Linked DNA regions of Sus scrofa: region 1 is linked to region 2. Evidence: chromatin contacts called from public Hi-C data. All regions are on one chromosome and are shown on one strand. Each heading gives the region's core, a stretch centred on a gene start, on an enhancer-like site or on the middle of the called end of the contact. The rest is flanking DNA. Distances are from core to core; before and after follow the strand shown.

Evidence for each region. Hi-C and Micro-C count contacts between places; a contact is called where the count stands out from the background.
Region 1: a contact with region 2 is called in a Hi-C map of skeletal muscle, with 4 times the contacts expected there. The contact joins the promoter of ARF2 here to the promoter of GOSR2 in region 2. A contact is called at or near these places in 1 of 47 Hi-C or Micro-C datasets (skeletal muscle) and 1 of 2 datasets of contacts at active chromatin or transcription factors (alveolar macrophages).

The regions. Positions count from the first base shown.
Region 1 is chr12:17,445,719-17,449,466 of Sscrofa11.1, forward strand. It overlaps ARF2 (ADP-ribosylation factor 2), which reads right to left and starts at 2,230. Exons shown (of 5, transcript NM_001145220.1): 1 at 2,215-2,230. The region is part of intron 1 of LOC102165973 (a long non-coding RNA gene); the gene reads left to right.
Region 2 is chr12:17,766,295-17,770,289 of Sscrofa11.1, forward strand. It overlaps GOSR2 (Golgi SNAP receptor complex member 2), which reads left to right and starts at 1,788. Exons shown (of 6, transcript XM_003131316.6): 1 at 1,788-1,915. The coding sequence starts at 1,887. LOC102167870 (a long non-coding RNA gene) reads right to left here and starts at 1,654. Exons shown (of 7, transcript XR_002337079.1): 1 at 1,520-1,654.

The DNA.
Region 1 (3,748 bases), core at 980-3,479, 320 kb before region 2:
CAATTTTAAGTATCGTTTGGCCAATAAAGAGCAGAGTATCTTGTCTTCAAAGGGCAACTCAACTAAGCCTTTTGATGCCCTGCCAAAAATTTCAGTTTTTCCACTGCAGCATCCAAGTGAGATAGGTGGAAGCACAGTCTCAATGGTGGCAGGCTTTAGTTATCTGAAGTACGGAAGCTGTGACACAACAGATACCACTAATACTTCTGAAATGAGAACTTAAGAGCAGAGAACCAGTTTATTTTACACAATGTGAAGCAAAGTCTTTAAGTCAGGTTAAATAGTAACATCTCTTAGAAATTTAGTAGTTGCCTTTGGCTAGCAGATCATATCAATACCCGGAAAAATTTTCAGAGGTGAGGAAATACAGCATTGGGAAACTACACTGCTAATAGAGAAATTAACTAGGCAAAGAGTTGCAAATATACCATAGCATCCAGAGTTGACCGTTACTCACCTTACTCTTAATTTTTTTCCCCCTTTGGCTTTGCCAGCAGCAGCATTTGGAAATTCCTGGGCCAGGGATCAAACCTGCACCAGGGCAGTGCCCTGAGCCACAGCAATGGCCAGAATGGATCTTTAACCTACTACACTACCAGAGAATGCCTTAATCAATTTTTTTAACTTTTTTTGACATATAGATATAGGAGTCCCCACTGTGGCCCAATGGGATCAGTGGTTATCTCTGTAGCACCAGAACACAGGTTCGATCCCCGGCTTGGCACAGCGGGTTAAAGGATCTAGCACTACTGCAGCTTCGGCACAGGTCACAAGTGTGGCTTGGATCTGATCCCTGGCCTGGGAACTCCATATGCCTCAGGGCAGCCAGAAAGAGGGGAAAATAATACAATTTACATATAGATATAAACATACATGATAACATTTACTTCAATGAAATGTCATAAACCAAATCAAAAAATGATTTGTTGTACCCAGATTTCCTCGTGCCCCTTCCCAGTCATTACTCCCCAAAAGGTGTACTGACATCTAACTGCATAAATGTTCAGTATTTTATTTTTCAGTCGAGTGCATGAAAGATTATATAAAAGAAGCTAATAGCAAAGACAGATTGGCTTTGCCGAAATTTACTCTACATCTTTAATTTTAACGAATCAGCCTATTTGAAGTGTGAGCTTGACATTCCAATTAAAGACTTAGAAGCAGTACTGAATACAACCCTTGTTTCCCTTTCAACTGCAAACCAAAGGAAAACTTTACTCCTGGGCAGAGCAGGGATAAGATGGAACAAGAACAGTCCATCTCCCATTCATCAGAACCCTAGGGACCTCAGAGGGGAGGTCACCAAATTCGAGGCCCCACCTCTAAAACTGAACCTTGTCCTACAGTAGCTTAACTTCATGGATGATGTCCAAGCACACATCGTTTTATTCTACGACCTGAGAAAAGGAGCAGAGCATTTATCCTGCACATAAATTAGGTATAGGCAAACTACTCTAACCAAAGAATGATGCTCAATGTTTTAATCATTCTTACAAGAGCCGCACAGAGTAAGTATATAGAAATACAACGCACTGCAGTACTCAAAAAGCTTGTTGGGCGACAAACTAAAGAGTCTTTGTCTTTGTTTCCGAAAAAGGACAAATCTCATAAATGAGAAAAACAGTGAGGAACATGCTGGGAGAAGGAAGGTTACTTCCCACTTGCATGTCCTATGAAGCAAATACTCGATTCCTCCTCCCAACCGCACACAGTATACACATCCCATGTTCTCCCTCCGGCCTCTCTTTTTTCCTACTCATCTGCTGAGCTGCTGCAGACCCTCTGGAAGACGCTGCCGACCCTGGCGCCTCTTTGGCACGCTCACCCTCCCCTCCCACGAGCACCAACTGTCCATCAGGGAGAATTGCGGGAAGATGTCCAGGACAAGAACCGGAGCAAGTGGCCAAGTGGGCGTGCGCAGCGGGCGAGCAGACGCGCCAGGTCCCCGGGGAAGGCCTCCGAGTGTCCCCTCTGCCTGGCCTCCAGGCCTCTTCCTCTCGAACTGCGGGCCCTCGGGAGAGCAGAGAGCCCAGCAGAGGATGAGAGCCAAGTCTCTCGATCCCCGCAGCCTGGCCATTCTTCTCATAGGGCGGAAAAGGGACAGGGAACCCAAACGCTTTGTGAAGGCCACCTGCTGCTGTCTAGTTTCCCGACCTCTAAAGGTGCGGAAATCCAGCCAGGCCTTCAGCCATCTCTCCCTCGCCTGTGACTCACCTGCCGCCGAACTAAGCACTGGTACCAATACCGCTGCCTTTAAGAATTCGGATCCCCTCCGCAAAATGGCGACAGGCTCGGGGCGGGAACAGTAACCAACCAATCACTCCCTGACTCTTGGAGTTTATTTCTACCAATGAGCTCGAAGTTCCGTGAGTGACGACAAGTCTGACCAATGCCAAGGAGAATAAAAGCCTAGGAGGGCGGACACCCGCCCCTGGGGACCTAGGCGACGGCACGAAGCTTTGGAAATACCGGCTTCATTCTCCAATGACAACGCACCGCGTCCCGGCGAGACACGCCCATGTGCCCCGTCCCAGTGCTGCTCGTGACCAATCAAAAAAGTAAAAAAAAAAAAAAACTCCGATTTGCTCTGCCAATCAACTAGGAAAATTTCCACGGATTGAACGAACCCAGGGAGTATTAGGACCAACTGGGTGCGGGCATGTGGGCGTGGCCAAGTTCTGGGCGTTATTTAAGGAAATTTGCCTTGGTTGAGCTAAAAGTAGAAACTAGTTTGGGGCGTTGGTCTGTGTGGGAAACACCAAGACGCCGACACCAGAGTTAGACATAAGGAAGGTTTCCTATTTAGTGTGAAGCTAGACAGCCGCCCTGTTTTTGAACAGATTTTCAACAGTTGGGAAAAATGCTAGCAACCTGCACCTTCGTTCAGATGCTCAGGACCACGGTCTTGAGAAGTGTTCTCATTAATTCAACACCTAATGCCAACTTGGTTCACTGAAAAGTTTACAAACGCCCGTAAATGGCATATAACTGTGCATTTTAGGAAAAACTAACATCTGTTAATATGTGCCAGGAAATATGTCGAGAACTTGACCTGCATGATATAACGCTCCGTGAACTGGAATCTACTATTATTCCCATTTTACAAAGAGGAAAATGAAATAGTAGGTCAGAGTTTTAAGTTCAGGTCTGACGCCTTAATCTTTTTAACCAAATACTTTCTTGATCGTGATGACTGTATATGTGTATGTATGTGTGTATATATATATATATGTATGTGTATATATATATATGACAGTAAATACAAGAAAGTATGAGAGGTTTTTCTACATGATTCTTTTAAAATTATAATTTTTCCTAACTATAACAAAATTATAGTAATTTTTTAAAGTATAATAAAAAAAAAAAGACACTCCCCACCAGAGAGAGAGACAAAAAAGAGAAAAAAAAAAAAAAAAAAAAAACACCCATCATCCTATTATCCAGAGGCAGTCACTGTTACCATTTTGGTTTATTTCTTTCCAGTCATTTTTCCATGAAATTTTTACATAGTTCAGATTATGAATACATACAGTCTTCTTTTCCTCTTAATCTGAGACCTACACCACAACTCACAGCAAGCTGGATCCTTTAACCACTGAGCAGGGCCAGGGATCAAACCTGTATCCTCATGGATACTAGTTGGATTCATTTCCACTGAGCCACAACAGGAACTCCCTCCACTTAATATTTTAATGAGTATATTCCAGAGTGTTTAACATTTGTCTTAAACATTTTGGAGGGCCATGCC
Region 2 (3,995 bases), core at 538-3,037:
GCTGTAGCTCTGATTCGACCCCTAGCCTGGGAACCTCCGTATGCCATGGGTGGAGCCCTAAAAAACAAACCAAAAAAAAGTGCAATAAGTTGGAGGGATGGAGTTTTCTTCTCCTTGGAGGAAGGTCTAAGCACGTATAAAGGTCTAAGAGACTGAGAGGCAGAAGAGAGATCCCCTGGACTTCAGTTTTCTTGTCTGCTCTACCCACCTCACAGGAATACTGTGAGGTCCAAAGAAGAACCGAAACATAAACATAAAAATTCTTTGCGAAAATCTGAAATTTCTACCCAGGCTCTGAAAGCTTCCAACTACTTATAGATAAGAATTTACAGTACAAGTCCAAGTATGACATTTAAGATTCTCCCGTGATCTGGCTCCAACTTTCCTTCTAATACTATTACTCCTCCAAGCTCCCTAAAGGGGCCACAGGAGATCATGTTCTTTCCCCCTGTTTGCCTTTGTTCAGGGTCTCCTCAGCCTCATTGCTCTCCACCAGGCCAATACAATTAACATTTATAGAATGGGTAGTGTGTGCAAGACACTGTTAAAACTCTTGTTTTTCAGCTGCAACCTGTGGCATGTGGAAGTTCCCAGGCAAGAAACTGAACCTGTGCCACAGCAGTGACAACACTAGATCCTTAACCCGCTGGGCCACCAGGCAACTCCTAAACTCTGTTGATTTTTGAAGGCTCTTTTCATAGGCTATTTAGTCCTTGAATCCTTCCTGCTTTTCTCCAGATAACCAGTACTTTGTATTGGTTGTAGCGCTTATGCTACCTTATCATATAGCTTGAGGGCATGATGCCTCCCCCCCTTTTTTGTTGTTTTTTAGGGCTGCACCCATGGTATATGGAAGCTCCCAGGCTAGGGGTCGAATCCAAGCTGCAGCTGCTGGCCTACACCACAGCCACACCACCACCAGCTCTGAGCCACATCGTGACTTATGTCACAGCTTGCAGCAACGCCAGATCCTTAACCCACTGAGCGAGGCCAGGGATGGAACCCTCATCCTCATGGATACTAGCTGGGTTTTTAACCCACTGAGACACAAGGGGAACTCCAAGGGGCTATGTCTTACTTGTATTTCTCCTCCCAATATCTGTGCCTCTAATAGTAGGTGCTCATTAATAAATAAGCATTAGAATGTGAAAATGTTAGAGAAAGAATGTACATGGGTGGACAATCTCTTGGGACACAAAACTGGGTGGGACTAGGATACAGGAAAATAGAAGCATCAACTCGTCAAAGGAAAAGGAACATTTCCTCCCTTGGGAGGAACGGCAGATAAGCCTGGGAGGATGGAAACGGATAACGTCTACTTGGAGATGCCCAAGGGTCCAAAGCCTTCATGTCCTAGCTTGATACACGGTAGCCACTCATTCATTGTGGGTTTATTAGATGGATAAATGTGGTGGGGGCGAGATAGGAGATGCTTGCACCAGAGGCTCCTGTGAAGAGAGACATCTCCAGTCACCCAACTAAACACTATAAGGTAAATTCAAGCAGGAACCCTCCTAACCTTGCTCCGGCAGAGATGAGCTCTCCGTCCGCTGGCCACCGACCTTACTCTGAGGACCCCACGTCAGTACTCTATGAATGCCCTTGCCAATGCCTGATTCGATGCAGAAAAATAGCCTCCTGCCAAAACCTCTGGTTCCTCTCCCCCTACCTGAGGCACAACATTTGACTACACTTCGCCTTCTTCTTCAGGGCTCTTTTCTCGTTCCCCTTCTCCTTTCTCGCAGCCATCATCAGTAGGGCGCGTGTTGGGGCAGTCCCAGCCGGCAGGGGCGGGAGGGTCCTGCGACCGGAAGCCGGAAGGCGGAAGTGGGGCCGTGGGGACGTGTTCCGAGGAAGCCGGAGCGGGACCCGGCGGGCCCGGCAACATGGAGCCGCTGTACCAGCAAACGCACAAGTGAGGGATGCGTCGGGCACGGGCGGGGACGAAGCCAGGCTAGGCGAGGACTTCCCCCGCCCCACCCCTACCGCGGGCTGAGGCCTCAGGCGTCCGTCAGTATGGAGGCCCAGTCCTTCACCTGGGCGCTGTCGGGGGTCGGGCTCGGGGCGAGGGCAGCTCGGAAGTGTTCCATCTCTGGCTGGACGCCCAGGTCAGCGGCGGCCAGAGGGTCCGGCCTGGTGCTCGGGGACGTTGGGCCGAATGCTTCCTGAGAGTTTTGAGGCAGGGACTACTTGCCGGGTAGACTAGGTGAAGTGAAAGTAGCACCTACAGGTTGTAATATTTTGTCCGGTACCTGCCAACTCTGGTCCATATCGGTAGAGCTGGTGGGAAATCGGCCCCTGCACATAGGCGTTTACTGTTTAGTTGGAGAGTCAGGGCAGGTACGAAAAAAGATCTAACATTTGGTATGATCGGATGGCAGATGAATGAGCAGTACCAACCAGGATCTCCTAGAGCAGTTTGGAAGTTTCCATCACTGGACTAAAATCGTCAGAAAAAGTTTAATTAATAGCTCACTGCTCCTGAATGATGTCATTTCCTTCTCTTGGTTGACCCAAATCTTGTTGCTGCTACACCGTGATTTTTTTTCTTTTATTACGATTTTGGTTTATATTAAAGACCATATTTTTAGGATAGAAAGAATGCCCTATAGATAGCGTTCAGTATTATTACAGTACTTGTTATTCAGATCTGGTTAGAGACTATTTTTAAGGAAATTGAATTTTGGTTTAGCATCTCATAACTTAAATTCCTTGGTAGTGCCCTTTATTCATATTGTCCTGCATTTTTGGAACTTGTTGAGATATGTAGCTGAACATGGAAATAGAATCATACCTATCCTATTTTGGGGGAAGATTTTTTATGATTTATTTTTTTTTTTATTGTGGTAAAACATACATAACATACAACTTACCATTCAAAAGTTAACCGTTTAATTTTTAAATTATCAATATCATTTAATTTACCGTTTAAAATTGTAATCATTTCTGAGTGTACCATTTAGTGACATCAGGTATATTCACGATGTGTAACTGTCAACATTACCCATTTCTAGAACGTTTTCACTCTCCTAAAAAGAAACTTATTAAACAGTTCCTCCCTATTTCTCCCCAAGTCCCTGGGAGCCTGTTCTAGTTTCTGTTTCTGAATTGCCTATTCTGGATATCTCATATAAGTGGAATAATACAATATTTGTCCTTTGTGTCTAGCGTTTCATTTGACAGTGTTTCCAAGGTTCATCTGAGTCATAGCATGCATCAGAATATCGTTCTTTTTTGTGGCTGAATAATACTCTTCTGTGGATACACACACATACACCCCCCCACACACACCCACACACCCACACATAGTGTTTTGTAATCCATTCATCTATTAATGGTTTCCACCTTTTGACTATTGTGACTAATACTCCTGAGAATACTGGTGTACAAATAGCTGTTTGAGTCTCTGTTTTCAATTTTCCAGAGTGTGTACATATACCGATCCTATTTTAACAACTTTTTTACAACTTTTTAACAACTGTTTTAACAACTTTCAATTTTATGCTATAGTTTTGTGCTGATAAAAACTCATTAAGTCACACCCTTAGGGGCTGGAAAAGAAATAAAATGGGGATGTGCCTTCCTAATGAATTCACAACAAAAGAAATTCTTCAGAGCATTAGAATAAGAGGGATGATGATCCTCTTATTTCATTTTCTAAGTTTATATTTCGTTGAGTTACTGTGTCATTTTTTATTTTATTTTATTGAATAAGTGTTTGGTTTGGGAGAAGGAAAATATAGTGCCTAACTTTTAATAGTTTTGAATTGGTCTTACACTGGGGAGCCTTATTCTCTTTCATATAAAAATTATAGGAGACTTTAAAACCTAGATCTGTGAATCAGATGGAAAAGGAATGAAACAGGAAACTATGCTCATGTTACTAAGAAAGGGCAGGTTTTTTATAATAGCAAGGCATAGTGGACTGAGTAGTGCTTTGAAGTTAATCTGTGATGTACAGTCTCAGCTGGTTAATTTTGGTTAAAGAATGATGC